Linked DNA regions of Mus musculus: all the other regions are linked to region 1. Evidence: chromatin contacts called from public HiChIP or PLAC-seq, Micro-C and promoter capture Hi-C data. All regions are on one chromosome and are shown on one strand. The core of a region is the stretch at or near the end of the contact, and the rest is flanking DNA. Distances in the headings are between cores, read along the strand shown. Region 1 holds the start of Gprc5b (G protein-coupled receptor, family C, group 5, member B). Region 2 holds the start of Acsm3 (acyl-CoA synthetase medium-chain family member 3). Region 3 holds the start of Syt17 (synaptotagmin XVII). Region 4 holds the start of Eri2 (exoribonuclease 2). Region 5 holds the start of Rps15a (ribosomal protein S15A). Region 6 holds the start of Lyrm1 (LYR motif containing 1). Region 7 holds the start of Acsm5 (acyl-CoA synthetase medium-chain family member 5).

Region 1 (2,700 bases), core at 95-2,594:
GTTTCTCACCCAACACTGAACGGAACTTTCAAAGGCCAGATGCCTGTGCGGAGAACTTTACAATGTATTCCAGGTGTACACCAGTGGTCACATATTAAAACAGTCTGGGTTACACAGTTGAGGTCCTGAAGACCAGGAAGGCAAACGTTTAAAAGCTGTCGGTGTCAATTCCACAAACTACCACCAGGGGACAGTGCACATCCACGTTCCAGTTCTTCGGTCTGACCAGTACTAGCTTGGGAAGACCTTGTCCTGCAAAACATTTAACAAACGCCTACTGTGTACCAAGCCCTGTTTCTGGCGCCGGGACAATGTCGCTAACATGGGGAAGGGCTGTGTCATAGGAGCACGTCCCTTACATGTGTCCTTAAAATATACATATGTGTGTGTGTGTGTGTGTGTGTGTGTGTGTGTGTGTGTGTGTGTGTGTATTCACAGAGACGCATAGCCAAGCTCTATGTGGCCTGACCCTGGAGAAAACTAACTTGAAGAAAGAGAGAAAAGGACTTTCAGGGACTAAGAAAAGGTAAGGAACAACCCGAGACTGACAGCTCGCTGCAGGGGATGCCGAAGCGCAGTCTCCCTAAGCCTAGCCTAGATGATGCTGACCTCAGACAGCCAGGTGAGCGATGTCCCAGACTCCTCCAGCATGTATGTCCGATGCCTGCCCTGTGGTCACTGGAGGTATCTGTGCCCTGAGCGTCAGTGCAGCGCACAGCCAGAATCTGGTCTCTCTAGGTATGTGTGCCCAAGAGAGTGGCGGGTGTGTGCCTATGTGAATGATGTGTAAGAGATGGTGGTGATCTTGTACACGGACCATCGTGAGGAGGTCACCTCGGTGATGGTCACGTTTGGGATAGCCAAAGATATCGGTGCTGGGTTCAGTGTGCTTAAAGAGGAAAGGACGGGCTGGAGCAGGGTGGAAGAGGGCAGGGAATGTGCTCATCGGGGACCTTCCTAAGTGCATCACAGCGAGGCTTTGGTGACTTTAGAACGCATGCAGTAGAACCTTGTCCAAGACCTGCTGCCGGTGTGTGAGGGGAGTGCCCCTCTAGGATCCTCGTAGGAATATTGCGTCCTATGTGGCTGAGGATGTTTCTACAGATCAATCTGAGCAACTGTGCGTCTGGACTCTTAATAGGGAGGAGGAGATGTCCTCGAATTTGGGGCACCAGGAGTTTTGGGTGAGAAAGCCGTCTTAGCGCTCCGAGCAAGCCAGGAAGGCGCCTGGGGATGCGAGCAAGCTGTGGCTCTGGTCCTGGTGGTGAGCAGAGCTGCAGACCCGGCAGGGGCGGGGCTTGCTGGGGCGGGGCCTAACGGAGAGGCGGGGCCGCGGCTGCTGCAGCGCGGGCCGGGCCAGGGGGCGCCTCGCGCGGCCGCAGCTCGGAAGGGCGATGCAGTGAGGCGGGCTCGGCTGGCGGGCGTGCGCGGAGCGGGGGCCGCGGGCGCGCTGCAGAGATGTGACTTGGGCCCAGGGCCAGCAGGAGCGTCGGCGCTGCGGGGACGCGAGGGTCGGTGAGTACCAGCCAGCGCGGGCACGGGGAGGGCGCCGTAGGGACCCCAGAAACTTTTCCCGCCGTGATTTTGGAAAGATCCGGAGCGGATCCTGGCTCGTGCTTTTTCTGTTCTCCCTTCTCCCCCTCCTCCTCCTCCTTGGGGTACATCTGCAGAAGCCGTGGGGTTCGAGTGAGGGGTGCCACAGTGCGGCGGGAGAGGAGCCGCATTGGACCGACCGAGGGCAGTGGTTTGGGGACCTTTATCTGGTGGGGGAATCCACGAACTAAGGCTCTGACTATGGTCCGGGGTGAGGACAGACTACAAGCGTCTGGGAATAAAGGGGAATCTGGCCCTGTGCTAGTGACCCCTGTGAGGGACGTCGCCTGCAGGTTCCAGGGGGCCTGGCGGTTGGTGGGGTGCGAGGACAGCCAGGGTGCTGGTCCTGAACTAAGCACTACATGGCCTGAGGCAGGGGCCGGCCTTTGGAGACCTGAAATCTCACCTGCCGCAGGGTCTGGGGAACCCAGCTTGCAGCCCGCAGTGGCCACGCACTCTTGGAAAAAGGCGCGAGAGGGTGGGCACCACAGGGAGGGAATCTGAAGCTGGGGGACAAATAGTGGGCTGGCAATCTAGGGGCGGCTGCTTATGGTGAAGCGGAAGAATTTCTATCCCAGGCGAGGGCACTTGGGCCTCTGAGGAAAGCAGCCAGGCTAGGGGTAAGGACTACCCAGTGCAACGTCCCCTCTTCCTAGGGGACTGGGGCTCGAAGCCCCAAAGGACCCCACACATTTCATGGACCTGGTGGGAGAGATGAGCACAGATGAGGATCCAGCACCCCTCCTTGGCCGGCGGTAGCTGATTAAACAGTTTTGGATCGGCCCACCGACCTTGCTCCAGAGGACGCCCCCAGATCAGAGTGTTCATCCCCCTGTTCTAGCTCGGCCTAGCCAGTTACCCCCTTCTTCTTCTGTTCGCCAAGGGGGCGGCTCTTTGGAAGAGGGACAAAGGCCCCGGGAGTGTGGCGGGCACCATCGTCCCTGCCTGGGGCCCCCAAGCACACGCGCCGCATCGGCCGCCGGACTGCGCCGGGGTGGGGGCACCTGAGCAGCGTCCAGAAAGCTCCGGGGGTCCCCACAAAGACAAGAGGATGCAGAAGAGGCTAAGCACACCCCGTAGACAAAGCACTTGAGAACGTTATTTCCT
Region 2 (2,700 bases), core at 102-2,601, 770 kb before region 1:
TGATAACTTACTCGTGTTCAAGGAAATAGCCACCCACCCATGCTCATGCAAAAACCCTCATTAAACTCGGGGAGTACAGAACAGATGTGAGAGTAGGAGTGGGAGGGCCTTCTCAGGGAGAAGAAGGGGCTTGGGGGGAGCTGGAGGGAGGTGGAAGAGAGAAATAAAGGGTGATATGATCAAAATACATTAGGTATGTATGCAATTGTCAATGAATATGCTTTTAAAAAGGACTTATCTCAATGAACATTTTTAGAAGTCACATTTTTAAAAAGAACAGAAAATTGATCAATCAGTTGGGACTTAAAATGATCTTAAGCATTTTTTTAATAGAAAAAGGAATGTCAACACCCCTTCATCAAATCCATACTATTTCTTTCTTCCCAACAAGGGCTCAGTCAGTTCCTGCCTTTTACAATGCTCTTGTCTTACAATGTCCACTTTCCTATCTGTAAAATCCCTTGCAGGTGAAAGAAAAGATCACTTCTGCATGGCAAATCTAGATTTTACACTAAGCCATGAAATCTTGCTAAGAAAAATTCTAAGAGAGGCACCACTGTCTGGATGGATGTGCTTTTGAAAGAACTTAAAGTCTCATCTGAAATAAGAACTTTGGGTCCATATAGACGGCAGGGCAGAGGGATCTTCCATCTTTCCACATCTCCACAAAGCCCTTCCCCCTGATTAGCCCAAATAACAACGGCAGATACACAGCCTCAAAGCAAAGTACAACTCCATGGTTCTCATCCACAAAAAGACCTTGTCTTAATTCCCACCCTCAATATACTGCTTTAGATTATCCCTTGTCCTGGAGAGAAGACGTTTTCAAGAGGTAGTTTGTGTACTTCTGGATAGTTAGAAGATGAACTTCCATCTGTCATTGAGCAGGGTTCAGTCAAGCTCCTACTCGCTTTTTTTTTTTTTTCCAAAACATTTTATCATGGAAACATACGAAGCCATTATTAAAACCCAAATCTCACCAAAAAGCCTAAGCTGAAAACTCAGCTGCCCTGCCAGCCATGTCCTGGGGGTGCTCTCTCCCAACCTCCTCCTCAGTGCTCCCATGGCAGCTGAAAGACTCTGAGTTTAGAAACCCCTCTGCCACCCATGGCTTCACAGAGCATTTTCTGAAGTTGCTGGTATTGTTTGCTGAACATTTATAAAGAAAACCTGCACTGTTGCAGGAAGTCTTACCCAGGAAAAGAAATTGGATCCTCACTAAAGATACTGCTTCCCACACAGCTGGAGTGATAGTAGACCCGCTTAATGGAAGAGAAAGCCAACTTCTCACCTCTGCTTTAGTGTTGGTGGTGGATCAAAGTGGACGGAGTTTGACGGAGGAGTCAGACTGGCCGGCAGTGCCTTTCCTTAATTGGTGGATATATTGGTGGGAGGAGCGTGAATGTTTACATAACCCTGGCCTGTCTTACTTAACCTTCTTAACAGGTAATGTTATCTGTACACACAGCAGAGTTTTAGTAGGCTGGGAAGGCAGTGCGTGTGCTTTTACTAGGAGGGAAAGGCTTGCTGAAAAGCAACCGGAATCCGGGGCTTACACATGCCTCACTCAGCCCTTCAGAGGTGGAGGCAGTGTTTCTCAGCTTGCCAGTGATTCAGAGAAGTGTAACAAGCCATGGTGTCTTCTCTGACCCAGACCTCACCGCTCGGCCTTCCTGCTCTGCTGTAGTCACAGCAGCCCCGCTGCTTGCCTAAGACACAGGCGTGTTCCAGCCTAGAGATCCTTGAGCTCCCGGCCTGTAACTCTTCCCACGGCCAAAGCCTCATTTGGTGAGATATCCTATCCCAGGCCTTTCTTCCCAACCTAGAAATCTTCATTGATTTTTTTCCTGCTTTTAACTTTTTTAAAAAAATTTTTTTTTCATTTCTGAACACCGACTTTGAAAATAAGAACTTTGCTTTATTTACTGATGGATCCTCAGTGTAGATATTAACTAGTAACAAATGTTAGCCATCTAGTAAATGTTTCATGTGATATGTGAACAGATGGCTCTTCCAATTGTATATGATAAAAATCCAACTCAAATTTAACTCAAATTCCAACTTAAATACTGGAATTAATAAGCTGGGCACGTTGGCCCATACTTTTAATCTCAGTGCTTGGGAGGCAGAGACAGGTGGATCTCTGAGAGTTTAGGGCTAGCCTGGTGTACACAGTGAGTTCTAGGACAGCAATGGCTTTCATAGATAAGAGCCTGTCACACAAGCAAGCAAGCAAGCAAACAAAAAATGAATTGGTCCCCTTTTAAAAATTGATCTTTTACAAATTTGATTTCTGGAAATTTACTATGTAAATAGTCACACTGTGTGTGAAGAGTGAGTTTTATTTCATCCTTTCAGATCTTTATGCTGTTTTTCTTTGCTCTGCTCCACTCCGCTCTGCTCTGCATTGCTTTGCTTTGCTTTGCTTTGCTTTGCTCTGCTCCGCTCCGCTCCGCTCCGCTCCGCTCTGCATTGCTTTGCTTTGCTCTGCTCTGCTCCGCTCCGCTCCGCTCTGCATTGCTTTGCTTTGCTTTGCTTTGCTTTGCTCTGCTCTGCTCCGCTCCGCTCCGCTCTGCATTGCTTTGCTTTGCTTTGCTTTGCTTTGCTTTGCTTTGCTTTGCTTTGCTTTGCTTTGCTTTGCTTTGCTTTGCTTTGCTTTGCTCTGCTCCGCTCCGCTCTGCATTGCTTTGCTTTGCTTTG
Region 3 (2,700 bases), core at 116-2,615, 550 kb after region 1:
TAGTGTGTTACCCTAGCGCCGGGGAGTCCGAGACAGGGGGACTCAGTGGCTCACTGGCCAACCAGCCTTGTGTTGATGAGCTCCACATTCTGTCCTGGTCCAGACCCTGTGTCCAAAAAAAAAATCAGGCAGAGCAACTGAGGAAGGCACCTGACACTAACCTGTTCTCCACATACAGGTGTGCACAGTTACGTACAGGAAAATGTACGTATGCCACATGTGTACATGTGTATACACAAATACACGGGAAAAATAAACTCTCTCTCTCTCTTTTTTTTTTTAATTTTAACTTACAAAAAAAAAATCCAGTCGGGAATGACAGTATATATCTATAATCTCAGAACTTGGGAGGGTAAAGCAGGAGAATGAAGAGTTCTGGGCTCACCTGAGCCACAGGTTACCCCATCTCAGAACAGCCAGCAAGCAACCAAGCATATACGAGGTCTGTGAAGAAAACTGCAACCCATGGGCAAAGGGAGCCAGGATCATATGTTGGAGGCAGAAGGCAGCTGGAAAAAATAACACAAGGGGAAGGGCTAGAGTATTAAATCTGAGCTGGACTGGGCTATCTCCAGCCTTAGAGGGCTCGCCTTGATTTGTTTACGAGGAAGGGTGGGAGTGAGCAAGAGCCAAGAAGATGTTAACATCTGGGAAGAAACCCAGACGGTCTCCTCCTTACTGGCTCCCTGTGCACCCCAAAGCCCTGACTTGGGCTGCACCTCCCTTTCCGTCTAGGATCTGTCTTAAGCTGGTCATGAGGATTTGACACCTGCCAAGTGGGTTAATACCACCATGTTTCCTTTTAAATCATGAAATCCCGGGTCTGTAAAAAAAAAAAAAAAAAAAAAAAAAAAAAATGGCTTAGCTGGCAAAAGCGCTTGCCACAAAGTCTGATGACCTAAGTTTGATCCTTGGAACCAGGTGGAGGAGGTTAGAGGATGGTCTCCTGAGACTCATCCTCTGACCTCCACATGGTGTCGTGGATGTGTGTGAATGCACACACACACACACACCCACACACACACACACACACACACAGAGAGAGACACACAGAAGAAATGTTATAATTTTTCAAAAGAAAATAAATCCTGGGTCCATAGAGGAGTCCTTCTTGGAAGAAGAGGAGGGGGCTTAGAGCTCAGGAACCTATGGGGAGAAGATGGGGTAAGGGGTGGAACCACACCAGGGAGGGAGGATCAGCTCCTGGCTCCCTCCCAGCCCCTCCCCCATTTGTGGGTGGTCGAAGGATGCTCTCTACCAGCAGGATTGGAGCAGGATTGGAAGGTAGGGCCCTGGCAGGGGCGGGGGAGTCAGCCTGTCAGTTTAGCTAATCAGGCCCTCTTGGGTTGGCTTCTGGCTATTTCAGTCTGAGAAGGTTTTCGAGTCCCCCAAAGTGTGGCTGTGTGCTGAGTAGCATGACGAGCTATCTACCCGCTCTGATTCATAACAGCACACGGTGCACATCAAATGGAAACGCTCACAGTTCCCGTTTATTCGCTGTTAGTTAACCAAGAGGCTCCCAGCAGCCCTGCAAACATAGCCATACCTTGGTAGTAAAGTCAGCTCCCTCCCCAAAATGGTGAGTGCGAAGGAAGACGCGGGCTGCTTTCTGTTGTTTTTGTCTTGCTGTTCTTTGAGTTGCTGGAATATTGCTAAACTGGTCTCTCTCTCTCTCTCTCTCTCTCTCTCTCTCTCTCTCTCTCTCTCTCTCTCTCTCTCTCCCTCTCTCTCTCTCTCTCTCTCCCACCCGCCCAACCCTGGCTTCACCGTGGCTCTCTAAAAGGGCAGTTGGAACCACTGAACGAGGTGGGTTAATTCAATCATCTGTTTGGTCTGGATTCTAATCAAATGCTTGCCTTTCCGTTTGGAGTCTGGTGTGGGGCTGGGGCATGATTGAGTACTGAGTCACAGGGTATTAAGAAGGGTACAGTTTCTATTCCCTTCTACCAAAAGGGAGACCCTGACAAAAGGGGCATTGCTGGACAGACAGCGTGTGTGTCCCAACTCAACCGGTCTCCCCCAGTTTAGTTGCATGTCCCTGGGGCTATTTTTCCTGAAGTATCTTTTTCTCTTTTGCCAGGAGAGAACCCTATGCATTGTGTGTTTGAGAACATATTGTCTGGCCCTCTCTATGTTGTGATAACCACCCACCTGTCAAGAAAGGCACACACATACACTACCAAGGCAAACACCTGCAAGCGCTCGGCTTGCTCCAAGTATCTGCAGCCACTTCTGTTTGCTGTCCCGTATGCCACAGTGCATAAATAAGAGAGAAAAAAAATTTTTTTTTCTTCTACCAGCAATTCTGCTCTGGGAATTTTCATTTATCTGGGAATTTATTTATCATGGGTGGGGCAATCCCAGATGGGCTGTTTATAATTTGGGGTGTTCTCTCTCTCTCTCTGCCCCCCCCCCGCAATGGCCCCAGGGCTTGCTTTCTAGAATCTCTGACGTGCTGCTGTGCGGCTGGACTTGCCAACACTGCTGTCAGAGGTGCTATGAGTCCAGCTGCTGCCAGTCCAGTGAAGATGAAGTGGAGATCTTGGGGCCTTTCCCTGCCCAGACTCCTCCATGGCTGTGAGTACCCCGCTTGGGAGTTTACCTCCCAGCAGCCTCTCCCCTGGAGGGTGGGCAGGGTGGGGGATACACTGAGTTTCCATGGACATAACCAAGAAGGGCCTCTTTATGCCCCCTCATTTG
Region 4 (2,700 bases), core at 3-2,502, 800 kb before region 1:
ACATGCAAGGCAAGTCCTCTATTACTGAGCCACACTGCTGACTCTTAGCCACACAGTTTTGAGAAATTTCTTTGTACTACATCATTTCTTAGAACTTTTAAGTGGGGATCACCATACTCCCATTTTACAACAAAGAAATGAAGAAAGAGGTTTAAAAGCCACAGCGGGAATGCAGCCTCCGAAGATCAAGCTTTTTAATCTCTGGACTACCGTTTCCAACCCAGGGGACTTTACAAACATCCATCTGCTTTCTAACCATCCCCACCCTAATCTATATTTTTCCCTATCAGTCAGTTATATAACCACAACTTTAACATGAGAAAATGGTTCAGGCTAAGTGCATTTTTAAATATGTAATGAAAATTTTATATTTAAAATTCTCTTTTCGATGAAACATTTAAAAATACAAATACTAGGGCAAACATTCTTATTACTGGTATCATTCCTCCATCTAATCATTTCCCCAGGATAAATTCCCCATCAAAATGACCATTCATTTTTACTTCTTCATAAATATTGTATAAAAACAAGAGAATCCTGTTTAGGTGTGCATGGATATTCCTGAAATATTTTGTTATACGGATCTTAATAAATGTTTGTTAAATGAATATTCTGTGTACCAGACACTAAGTCAGTTTTAAACTATGGAGAGAGCCTGGACGAGGTGGTACAACCAAGGGAGCAGAGTTGAGTGAGGTCAGTGGGTGAGCCCTTACCCTTCGGCAGGGACCCTTCGGGTGCTGGCGAAAGTGACTCCCAGCCACAAGTGACTTCGGGCCAGCCTGCTGGGCTCTCTCCTCTGCTCACCTTGGCTTGTGGCTCGCGGTCCTGAATATGCGAAGGAGGTCCATCCCGCTCTGTAGCCGAGGCCGAGGAGTTCGGGGCCTCCTTCCTCTTCCTGGAGTTCGCCTCCTCCTTCTCTTGCTCCATCAGGCTGTAGGGGAAAGATCAGCTGGAGCTGAGGACCCCGCGGCGACCAGGAAACCGTGTCGCGGCCTCTCTCCAGCAAAGCGCTAGACAGGAGTGACGGTTGGTTTGTCTCTTGAAGCGGCTCAAACCAGTTTACCACTCTTGGCCCTCGCAAAAAAGGCCACAGACCTACGCCTCCTTTCCTCAATTTAAGCCGTCGCGAAGTTTAAAGCGCTCCCTGAGGCGCGTCGTGCGCAGAGCGAGGGGCTCCCGGTCCTCAAGCCTCTGTCCACGCCCCCGGGTCCCGAACCGCCCCCTATGCAACGCCCACAAACCGCTGGCGACGGCCGCCGCCGCTCTACAAGCGCCCGCTTCCCTTGCCGCGCCGGCGTTTAAACAGACCGGAAGTGGGGGCGTCCGACTTCCGGCCGTTGAACTCTGCGAAACCCAGGGTCCGGGGATGGCGACCAAGAGACTGGCGCGGTACGTTAGGGGGTTCCCCTTAGGGTGGGCGGTGTTCATCCGCAGTCGTTTGGTCTGGATCTGAAAAGGGCCCTGGTCTTCTCGGGCCCCACGTCGCCATTCGCGACAAGTTGGAGGAGCCCGAGAAACCCCGGGTCCTCCCTACCGTGGCATGCTCTATCAGGTCTGTTCATTCTAGACCCCTGGGACCTGGAACGTGACAGCTCTGCACACTGTTCTCAGGCAGGTGCCACTGCGCCCAAGTGACCTGCCTAGTCCAGTTTTATTGTCAGAATTACCACAGACTCTCTCAGGTTTTTTGGGGGGGGGTGGGGGGGAATATGCTGTGCACAGATTTTTGGATGCGTTGTACACATTTGTTGAGATTGTGGACACAGTATCAAACTTACCAGGCATAGTGGAATGGACCTACAATACCAGCATGGAAAGTTGGAGGCCAGCCTGGTCCTCATGGTGATGTTCAAGCAGGCGATGGCTAAATAGTGAGACTGTCTCAAAACAACAACAAAACCAGATTCAAAACAAAACCCCTATCTGATGTATTAATGAATAGCATAGGATTCAAGCGTGAAAAGTCCTGTCAAAGGTTAACATACTATGGCCATCTTTAGGCAAATCATTTACTTTTCTCTTGCATAAAATACAGGTTGCAGACATGTCTACCACCTAGAATTGTTTAAAAGAAGTCACCATCCTAATTAAATATTTGCTGAAGAAGTGACTAGTAAATGTTAGTTTTTCATTCCAAATCCCTACATTGGCCTCACGTCTTGTCTTTTTCAAATAGCCAAAATAACTATTCCAGGTGTCTGTCTACTTAAAGTTGTATTCGTCATCATTTGGGATCTTCCCTTCTTTGGACTGCAGTGTATTGCTGTTGGGAGGTTTGTTTGTTTTGTTTTTGTTTTTGTTTTTAATCATAGATTACCTTTCAGTAGTACTCTGGTAATCTTTCTCCCCTCCATTTTTAGAGTTTAAGCACAGGCATCATCCCCTTGGTACATAGCAAAGGCTTGAAAAATACATCTTTATAGTCAATTCCTCGGTACTACTATAAAACGTGAACAGGTAAGAGTAGTGTTTGTGAAGCCCGCTCAGGTAAAATGGACACTAAACTCAAGAGAGGATGGCCATTCGCACAAGGACCTAGGACTTTTAAAGTCTAGCCCTCCTTTCCTTCAGTCAGTATGCAGCTGTTGTTTGAGGCAGGGTCCTGCTGTGTGCTGTAAGCTGTCCCTCAGTTCAGTTTGGCCGTGGCCTGCTGACTGCTGAGCCTCCAGGTGTGGGGCCCTCACACCCAGCTCCACT
Region 5 (2,700 bases), core at 11-2,510, 880 kb after region 1:
TTCCCTCCCTCTCCCTTGTTCCCCTCTCCCTCACCTTCTATCTCCTGTCTTTGTCTCTCATTCCCTGTCCTTTGTTCCTCTGGGGGAAATAAATCTTGTGCCAAACACTGCTGAGCACTGCCACATTTGTGTGGTCTCTCAAAAGCTCCTCTGAGTGGTTCTATCATCCCTGTTTTAGAGATGGAGAAACTGATTTGTCCATTCAGTTTTTTCTTCAACTATATGTCGAGGACCTACTATGTGGCAGATGCTTCTCCAGACTTAGTGTGAACAGCAATGAACGAAGCTTCCCGAACCTCTGTAGGCTTGAAGCTTAATGGTCCAGGCTAGGAGTCAACAGATTCACTTGAGGTGTAACCCCAGTTACAGAAGTGAGGCAGACAGATCACAGGGCTGCATAATAGGAGGAGGAGGAGGAGGAGGAGGAGGAGGAGGAGGAGGAGGAGGAGGAGGAGGAGGAGGAGTGTAACCCCAGTTACAAAAGTGAAGCAGACAGATCACAGGGCTGCATAATAAGAGGAGGAGGAGGAAGAAAAGTGGACCTTAAGCCGGGCATGGTGGCACACGCCTTGAATCCCAGCACTCAGGAGGCAGAGGCAAGCGGATTTTTGAGTTCGAGGCCAGCCTGGTCTACAGTGAGTTCCAGGACAGCCAGGGCTATACAGAGAAACCCTGTCTCGAAAAACAAAAAAACAAACAAAAAAAAAAAAAAAAAAAAAAAAGAGAGAGAGAGCGAGAGAAGCGGACCATGGCAGTAATCCCTGTTACTAGTCAAGATTTTCATGACTCCGGGGACAGCATTGGGCCACTACTGGTCTCCAAAAGCCAAATTCAAGCCAAACCAACCAAAACAATAATAACAAAAGCCAAGTGCTGTGATGTTTAATCTCAGCACTGGGAGGCAGAGGCAGGTGGAGGCTAGAAGTCAGCTTGGTCTTCATAGTTCCAGCCCAGCCGAAGCTACCTAGTGAGTTTCATTGTGGCAAACAAAACTAAACGCAAGAACCCGCAGTGGCGTTAATGCCAAAACCCTAGAGGCTGAGGCAGGACTGCCGCGAGTTTCAGAGCGACTAGCAGCCCACCATTTCTAGTTTCATCTGCCCCTCCCAGAGGAGGCCCCGCCCTCGCATTGGTTGTCCTATAAGAAATCACAGGGTTTTGGGTTTTTTTTTTTTAAGTGTGTGACCATGAAGTCTCGCGATAGCGCTTCCGCTTCCCATAATTCCGTGCGTTTGCCCGGCCCACTCTCTTTCTGCCATCTTCCCTCGCCGGTGAGTGAGTGTTTGTGAAACTCCGTGTTCATCCGTGTGGTATCTGTGCCATCCCTTTACCCCGTGTTCGCTTTCGGAGTCCCGTGGGCCTATAGATCCCTGCAGGGGCCGTAGTCTCCGTCTGCCGGGGTCGGGGGCTATGGGTAGCCCTTTGCGGGAGCCGGCCCACTGCAACAGGCCGGGCTCGGCTCGGGCCGGCGGGGACGGTGGCCCGCGTGGGCCCTGCAGCCTCCGGTGTCTGCGGGAGCTCTGGAGTCCCGAGTGTCCCACGCGGCCGTGGCCAGGGTTGGCGCGGGGAGTTAGGCTCAGCCACTCACTGCCGAGTTAGGGAACCACGTCGTGGTTTACTCTTGGCGCGTAAAATACGCCTTGGCAGCGTCCTGAGGAGCCGTGGAGGTAGCCTATGGGTTGTGGCCGTTCAGTAGGCTGGCTGGGCTCCCTGTCACGTACTGCCTCTTCTCCCGAAAGGGGGTGTGTGTGTGTGTCTGTGTGTTAAATGGTTACCTGTAAATGAGTTAAGTCGCGTTAACCTCTTGACACACTGCTGGCTTTGAAAATCTTGGCAGACGGTGCCAGAACTTTTTCCTAATGACAGTTCCCGCACCCCCACTTTCAGTTTGGCTAGCTGGTCGGTCCCACCATTTCGAAGGCTATCTTCTGTGTGGTGAGGCTCGGCTTGTGTCATTCTCTCCCCAGCTATTTTGTGTGGTGGGTGGTATGAATAGGAGTGTCTTGGAGGGCTAGACTCTGAAGAACAGTGCTGAACAGTCGGGAAATTGTAGTGAATTTTTCCTGGTTCTTGGGAATGTTGCTTAGACCTAGGAAAAGCTAATGGGGGTAGGACAGCATGATTGGGTGTTGATGCAAACCCCGGCTTTTCTTTCCACAGCCACCATGGTGCGAATGAATGTTCTGGCGGATGCTCTCAAGAGCATCAACAACGCTGAGAAGAGAGGCAAACGCCAGGTCCTCATCAGGCCATGTTCTAAAGTCATCGTTCGGTTCTTAACCGTGATGATGAAGCACGGTGAGTATTGGTGTCTTGGGTTTTTGACAGTGCTGGATCTGGGAGGGAAAGACAGTAACCGTTCAAGAAAAGAATGGGTGTGTTGATGCTAACTCCCAAAAATTTTTATGTGATACGGAGCTTTCAGAATTCTGATGCAGAGACTCAGATGAGAGAAAAATCTAATAGGCAAAAAGTTAGTGTTGGCGTAAAGGTTTAGGTCTCAAATTGATGTCTGGTTTGACGCTGGTCACTTGTTTTATAGGATACATTGGTGAATTTGAGATCATTGATGATCACAGAGCTGGGAAGATTGTTGTGAACCTCACAGGAAGGTTGAACAAGGTAAGACATCTTGCTTCTCAAATTGCAGCTGTCTGCCACTTCACAGTGTTGTCATTCTTGCTCTACTTCCCTGATTTA
Region 6 (2,700 bases), core at 110-2,609, 900 kb before region 1:
GAATAAACCCCACATTTATTATCTCCAACCATGACTTGTCTTCCAGCTTGTCCGTCTCATTTCTGGACATCTTCATGGGCTGTAAAATGACTCTGGACATACGTTCCAGAGAGCATAGGAGATTCCTTCCCAAACTGTTTTCTCTAGAGAAACATCTTTGGTTTCACATTCTCCCATACATTTCGTATCCAGTTCAGCATTCAGTCTGGAATGCTCAAGCTCCCAAATACATTATGAATCAATTCTCTTAATTTCCATGTTTCCACCACTGTCATCTCTCATGGCCTTAGCAACAGCCCTTTAACTACCTTCTTTTATCCAGCAGCAATTTTTTTAAATGTAAATTAAGGTTTGGTCATTCATTACACTTCAGGGAAGTAATACAAAGGCCAAAACCTTGCTATTTCTGCAACTCCAAGACTTCTTTCTCGTCTGCCTTTTGTTTAAAATGTTACCCACAAGGCAGTTCCTTCTCCCATTCTCTTTTCCTCTTAAACCTGGAAGAGGCCTTCTCACCACACCATTCAGCTTCTGGGGCAGCTGCTATTCTCTGCATTCATTTACTTATTAATGAAAAGTTCAGAAACAAGACTTCCTTCATTTTGTCATTTGCTCATCTTAGTAATGAAACTAGCCTTCATCATCACCTGAAGTCTGATTCCTACATCCGGGATCGTTTGGGTGGCCTTTCTCAAGGCCAGCACCTCTCCAGCCTCCTACAACTGCCCCGTCGCCTTCCATTTATAATCGAAAAGTCTGAAGGGTCCCAGGCAGGATCTCTCCCACGTGCCAGTTCCCTTAGGCAGGTCTCCCGAGGCCAGCAGCGATGACACCAGTCGCCCTCGCGAGGCTGGGGTCATACAGGCGCGTCTCCTAGCAACCCCACACCGGCATCTCATCCCTGGCCCTGGGAAGCCAACCCCTTTCCCCAGTCCCCCGCGACTGGAGCCGGCGTCTCCATCCTTACACTCACTCAGCGTCACTCCTGCTTTTCCCCACCCACAGGAGCCGGCTGGGAAGAGGCGGTGCCAGGAGCTCTGCCGAGCCTTGGCCACACCGGGCTGTATCCAGCAGGTCCAGTAGGCCAGGCCGGGCCAAACCACCGGGCGGACCGCTGTGTTAGCATGAGGCCCAGGTTAGAGGTCGTCTCAAACCTCCTGAAACTTCCAGATTTAGCCGACTCCCCGCCGCACTCAACAACTGAGCTAACCTCCCTCTCCTCCAGCCTTCCCTTTCACCCTTTCGTTATCCCCTTGCCCCATTTCTAGTCAGAAAATGGCCTGGCCCAGCTCCTAGCCCACCCTCCGCCGCTCCCCGCCTTGCCCTTACTTGGAGACGGCTTCGGACGTCCTCGCGTACGTCGTGACGTCACCCTCCTCGTTCCTGTCCCCGCCCCTCTCCCATTCTCTCCCTCCTCGAGCCAGCGGCCGGCGGGGTTACCGGAAGTGATGATGCAGGAGGCAATGGAGGGGGCGGGGCTTCGGGGCGGCCGCCGCCGGTGGGCTGCAGATGAGGAGGAGGCGGCGGCCGCGGTGGCAGAAAAGGCGGCGGCGGCGGGGGTAGGGAGCCTGGAAACGCAAGCGGGGATGGTAGGTAGTTTGGACCCGCCGGGCCGCCGTCGTTTCCAGAAAGGGTTTGACTGGAGGAACCTCTGGAGCAGCTGTGAGTTTGGAGGGGGGGAGTTGAGGAAAAGGGGGGAGCGTTGAGAGATGAAGGGGCGGGGGTTCGGTTCCTTCGAGAAAGGGGGTGGTGGTGGAAAGGGAGGAGTGCATATCAGCGCCTTGTCTGGACTGGTCCCTCTGGAAGAAGAGGCTGTGAGGGGAGCCTGTGGCTTGTCAAGCGCAAGGCTCCGAAAACTTACCTACTGTCCCTGCCTGTCCATCGCCAGCACCCCTCAATCCCGGGCCTGGGGACCTGGGGCTGTAGATCCCCGGGGAGGGTCTGCAGACTCTGAGCTGAAAGTCCAGGGTAAGAGCCGTGAGGTAGGAGCCCAAGGGGGAGGTGGTGGGTGAATCTGCAGCTCCCTCCCTGATTTTTCTCCCCACCCCCATCCTTTTCTGTAATCGTTAACAGCTCTGGAATTAAGGGGCTCAGACCTGAAGGCCTTTCAGTGCACCTTTGCTATAAACGATAACCATCTGTGCCTGAGGTAATGGGGCTGGAGGGTTTGCCTATATCCTGTTTAGGAAGTGGGACGGGATGACAAATGTATTGTTTTTTCCATCCCCATCTCTTATCTCCCCTCATACACACCTCTGTTTCATACTTTAATTCTCTGTGGTTAAGTGGCAGTCGTGGACACCCTCTCCCCTTTGTGGCACTTAGTACCTCAGCTACCTCTTTTGAATTTGGTGTTCAGCCTCTATCCCAGCTCCTAACTGCAAGCTTTGTAGTACTTCAGTTATGGTCTGTGTCACATTGGGGAGTACCTCACAACGCCGCCTGGCTCCCGATTATAATGAACATTTTCTTTTATGAATACTAGAATTCCAGAGCTCTTCCAAGGCATCATAAGTGGCTTCATAGCCCAGGAATCAAGGTCTCTCGCTCTAAATACTTTATATGTGAGGAATTTACATGTTGTCAACTCTTTCCAAAAATGATTTGATGTTAGGCTAATTCTGGATTTCTGTGTTTCTCTCCACCCACACTTCATGATGCACTTCAGAGAACAGAAAACCCTATATTACTGTTTTTGTT
Region 7 (2,700 bases), core at 199-2,698, 530 kb before region 1:
TCAAACAGCTCAACTCTGCCCAGTAGAACCAAAATGCTAGCCACACATGCCACACAGAGATTTATAGCACTGAGATGCAGGGAAGTAAAAAGGAAACAAATTAGATAATATATATGGTACTTAGCCAGGCATGTGAACAACATATCACTTGTCTTTTGTACCGAGACTGCAAGCAGAGTGTGCACTTGAGGCTAACACAACAGCTAGGTTTCTTAAGTGCCAGGAGCTGCCAGTGGTCAGAGCTGTTTTAGGGCCTTGCTGTTCAGGGGATAGGACCTTAGAGCATGAGTGGTCCCCAGAGCTGTGCCTTGGCTCCCACCTGTGAGTGTGACTCTGCATGTTCACAGGATCCCAGAGATATCTGTAGCCTGGGGACACTTTCAGTTTCAGTCCCTTGGGGCAAATTCCTCTAGTGATAACAGAACAGGGTAACAGTAAGACAATGATAATAGTTTAAACAGCAGGAAAGGCCCATTCCCACAACCACTGAAGGCTGACTGTGCACAGAGCATATTGCGAAAACAAAAACAAAAAACAAAAAACCCAACAACAATTTCACATCAATAAATTGCCCATGCACCTGAAACTATCCATGCTTTTGTAAGTAACTCTAATTAAACTCACTGGGTTCAGGAAATAATAACTTAAAAAACCAAAAATGCCAGAGAGGGACTAGTTGAGAAGGAGGAAGAGGGAGAGGAGGAGGAGGGAGAGGAGGAGGAGGAGGAGGGAGAGGAGGAGGAGGAGCAGGAGGAGGAGGAGGGCATCAGTGGGGATGGAAAGGGACAAAGAGTGGAAACGAGGATGATTAGGATGAAAACACATTTTATCCGGGTCTGAAAAGCCTCGCTGAAACCCATTATTGTGTATAATAACATAAGCGCTCGATCAACGGTAAGAACTACACAAAAAGCTTTTCATGAAGCCCTGTGACAACTCTCTCCCAAATTCTACTTTCCTCATTAGAGGAGGCGGCTTAGAAGGGAAACAGTTACTTCCGACTCTCACTTTCCAGAAAAGTCTAGGTTCAGCCTTTGGCTCGTAGCCACTAACACCGGGTTTAGAGCCTCGGATCTCCCGGACATCGCTCCTGTATTCTGCCTCACACACACCCGTTTCTTTGACTCTTCCCTTCTTGATGGCTGACCTCCACAGCCTTCAGGTCTTTCCTGACAATTTCCTAAGGTCACATTGTGCCATTCCTATCCTTGATTTAATCCCCAAAGGTCTCTGGGTAGGTGGCACGTGCCAGTGAAGGGTTTCTTGCTCAGTTACCTTGTTTTAAAATCTGAGGTACACAAAAGGCATCTGCGTTTCACTGCAGCAGCAAGGCAGACCTAAAAGCTCCTGAGAAGATTTCCCCAGAAGCGATGAAGGCAGGATTGGGACAGGGAGCTTTAGCCCCAAGCACAGCCTGGAGAAAACAGGGTTAGAAGTCAGCAGCTTCAAGTTTCAGAGGGTCAGGACACTGTGAGCTGGTGAAAGCAGCTCCCTGCCAGGGTTTCCCAGGCAAACAGTGCCTGCAAGATAAACCTTGGCCTGGAGTCAGCCTGTTAGGGACTGGCACACTAGTACACGTGCTCCCTGGAATTCAAATGAGAGCTTTATGCTGCTTTAACAGAAAGGACAATAAACCAGATCCTATCTGTTTTTCACCTGAATGCCCCCTTCTGCACCCCCAATACCCTTTGCCCAGGGCTTAAAGATAAAAAATGTGACCCTGAAGGAATAGCTTGGCAAAGGATGTGAGCAGGATTCTTTGAACGAATAAAATGGCTCTTGGATGGGGGCCAAGGCAGGACAATTACATAAATTTACTGGAAAGAAAAAAAAACTGGATATTACCTAAATAAAGCTGTTGAGATCAAATAGAAAGCTTTCTAATGCTCCCTACTTCCTCAAGGGTTAAAGCCAAAGCTGTGATATGGGTGCATGGCAGGCAGGCAGGCTGCTTCTTTGAGAACAGCAGCAAAAAACCATCCTGATCCACAGCCATTGGGATGCCATTAGTGTAGCTATCACCAGAACCAGCTTCCGAAGCTCCCACAGGTTAATTTGTGCTCCACCCCACCCCGTAATTGTTTCCAGCACAGTGCAGCTCCATGCCTGAGTCTTCCTGCCCAGATGCCCCTTCTACACGGTATCCTACCTTAAAGTCTCACATGGAACAGCCCCGGGACTCCCTCAGACCAGAACTGTCTCCACCAGCAGTCTTTTGCCACTCCTCCTCTGACCACCATTCCTCCCTCTCTAGGACGGGCCCCTTTCTAATGCTGTGTAGTTTTAGTTGCTGTGTAGTTTTAGTTAATTCCCAGTGTGTCTCCCCTTCACACAGGCACATCAGGACACGTGGGTGTAGATTTGGGATCCTCTGCACTCTGGCACTCCTGCACTCAGAATACTCCTTCATTTGGGAGAGGTCGTGATTCTTTGTTGAGTCCTCAAGTAGCAAAGGTGAAGATTCATTTAATATTTTTTCACTGCCAGATACTGTGTTGGGGTTTTCCATGGGTAATAAGTTCAAAGTGATTTCTGTGTTTTGCTTTTTTTATTGTATGTATGTATGTATGTATGTATGTATGTATGTATGTATGTATTTTTGGATAAAATCTAACCTGACAAAGTCCCCATACCCCAGCACAGGACCTCAGAGCATTGTTCTTAACACTAGAGGGGGATGAGGGGTTGTCACACAGGCTG

The links. Promoter capture Hi-C pulls out the DNA fragments that hold promoters and counts their contacts. A called contact is a pair of places that touch in the nucleus more often than the background predicts. HiChIP or PLAC-seq counts read pairs in DNA pulled down with a chosen protein or histone mark. Capture Hi-C pulls out chosen DNA fragments and counts their contacts.
Region 2: an HNF4G HiChIP or PLAC-seq map of pancreatic cancer cells shows a contact between it and region 1. The contact joins the promoter of Acsm3 here to the promoter of Gprc5b in region 1. A contact is called at or near these places in 2 of 115 datasets of contacts at active chromatin or transcription factors (embryonic stem cells and pancreatic cancer cells) and 1 of 9 other capture datasets (pancreatic islet).
Region 3: a Micro-C map of embryonic stem cells shows a contact between it and region 1, with 4 times the contacts expected there. The contact joins the promoter of Syt17 here to the promoter of Gprc5b in region 1. A contact is called at or near these places in 1 of 39 promoter capture datasets (embryonic stem cells), 3 of 15 datasets of contacts at CTCF or cohesin (embryonic stem cells, large pre-B cells and stem cell-derived epiblast-like cells), 9 of 484 Hi-C or Micro-C datasets (embryonic stem cells and nephron progenitors), 4 of 115 datasets of contacts at active chromatin or transcription factors (embryonic stem cells and pancreatic cancer cells) and 3 of 9 other capture datasets (adipose tissue, embryonic stem cells and liver).
Region 4: a contact with region 1 is called in an H3K27ac HiChIP or PLAC-seq map of embryonic stem cells, with 3 times the contacts expected there. The contact joins the promoter of Eri2 here to the promoter of Gprc5b in region 1. A contact is called at or near these places in 1 of 484 Hi-C or Micro-C datasets (cortical neurons) and 2 of 115 datasets of contacts at active chromatin or transcription factors (astrocytes and embryonic stem cells).
Region 5: a promoter capture Hi-C map of adipose tissue shows a contact between it and region 1, with 3 times the contacts expected there. The contact joins the promoter of Rps15a here to the promoter of Gprc5b in region 1. A contact is called at or near these places in 1 of 484 Hi-C or Micro-C datasets (muscle stem cells), 2 of 115 datasets of contacts at active chromatin or transcription factors (astrocytes and embryonic stem cells) and 2 of 9 other capture datasets (adipose tissue and liver).
Region 6: a promoter capture Hi-C map of pre-B cells shows a contact between it and region 1, with 3 times the contacts expected there. The contact joins the promoter of Lyrm1 here to the promoter of Gprc5b in region 1. A contact is called at or near these places in 1 of 39 promoter capture datasets (pre-B cells) and 1 of 115 datasets of contacts at active chromatin or transcription factors (astrocytes).
Region 7: an H3K27ac HiChIP or PLAC-seq map of SST interneurons shows a contact between it and region 1, with 13 times the contacts expected there. The contact joins the promoter of Acsm5 here to the promoter of Gprc5b in region 1. A contact is called at or near these places in 2 of 39 promoter capture datasets (embryonic stem cells and neural stem cells), 1 of 15 datasets of contacts at CTCF or cohesin (embryonic stem cells), 16 of 484 Hi-C or Micro-C datasets (the G1E-ER4 cell line, the Patski cell line, the STO cell line and 11 more) and 14 of 115 datasets of contacts at active chromatin or transcription factors (SST interneurons, astrocytes, differentiating embryonic stem cells and 8 more).

What each region holds. Positions count from the first base shown.
Region 1 is chr7:118,993,855-118,996,554 of GRCm38.p6, reverse strand. Gprc5b (G protein-coupled receptor, family C, group 5, member B) reads left to right here and starts at 1,344. Exons shown (of 4, transcript NM_022420.2): 1 at 1,344-1,515.
Region 2 is chr7:119,759,574-119,762,273 of GRCm38.p6, reverse strand. It overlaps Acsm3 (acyl-CoA synthetase medium-chain family member 3), which reads right to left and starts at 1,351. Exons shown (of 15, transcript NM_212442.2): 1 at 1,292-1,351.
Region 3 is chr7:118,442,225-118,444,924 of GRCm38.p6, reverse strand. It overlaps Syt17 (synaptotagmin XVII), which reads left to right and starts at 1,365. Exons shown (of 8, transcript NM_138649.2): 1 at 1,365-1,579; 2 at 1,789-1,806; 3 at 2,429-2,577. The coding sequence starts at 1,577.
Region 4 is chr7:119,792,610-119,795,309 of GRCm38.p6, reverse strand. Eri2 (exoribonuclease 2) reads left to right here and starts at 1,252. Exons shown (of 9, transcript NM_027698.5): 1 at 1,252-1,392. The coding sequence starts at 1,370. It overlaps Rexo5 (RNA exonuclease 5), which reads right to left and starts at 1,188. Exons shown (of 20, transcript NM_001370778.1): 1 at 1,099-1,188; 2 at 808-934. The coding sequence starts at 930.
Region 5 is chr7:118,114,707-118,117,406 of GRCm38.p6, reverse strand. Rps15a (ribosomal protein S15A) reads left to right here and starts at 1,260. Exons shown (of 5, transcript NM_170669.2): 1 at 1,260-1,271; 2 at 2,161-2,298; 3 at 2,543-2,622. The coding sequence starts at 2,166.
Region 6 is chr7:119,894,520-119,897,219 of GRCm38.p6, reverse strand. It overlaps Lyrm1 (LYR motif containing 1), which reads right to left and starts at 1,359. Exons shown (of 4, transcript NM_001285959.1): 1 at 1,330-1,359. It overlaps Dcun1d3 (DCN1, defective in cullin neddylation 1, domain containing 3 (S. cerevisiae)), which reads left to right and starts at 1,475. Exons shown (of 3, transcript NM_001163703.1): 1 at 1,475-1,662.
Region 7 is chr7:119,525,013-119,527,712 of GRCm38.p6, reverse strand. Acsm5 (acyl-CoA synthetase medium-chain family member 5) reads right to left here and starts at 1,448. Exons shown (of 14, transcript NM_178758.3): 1 at 1,276-1,448. It also overlaps a transcript of Pdilt not described here.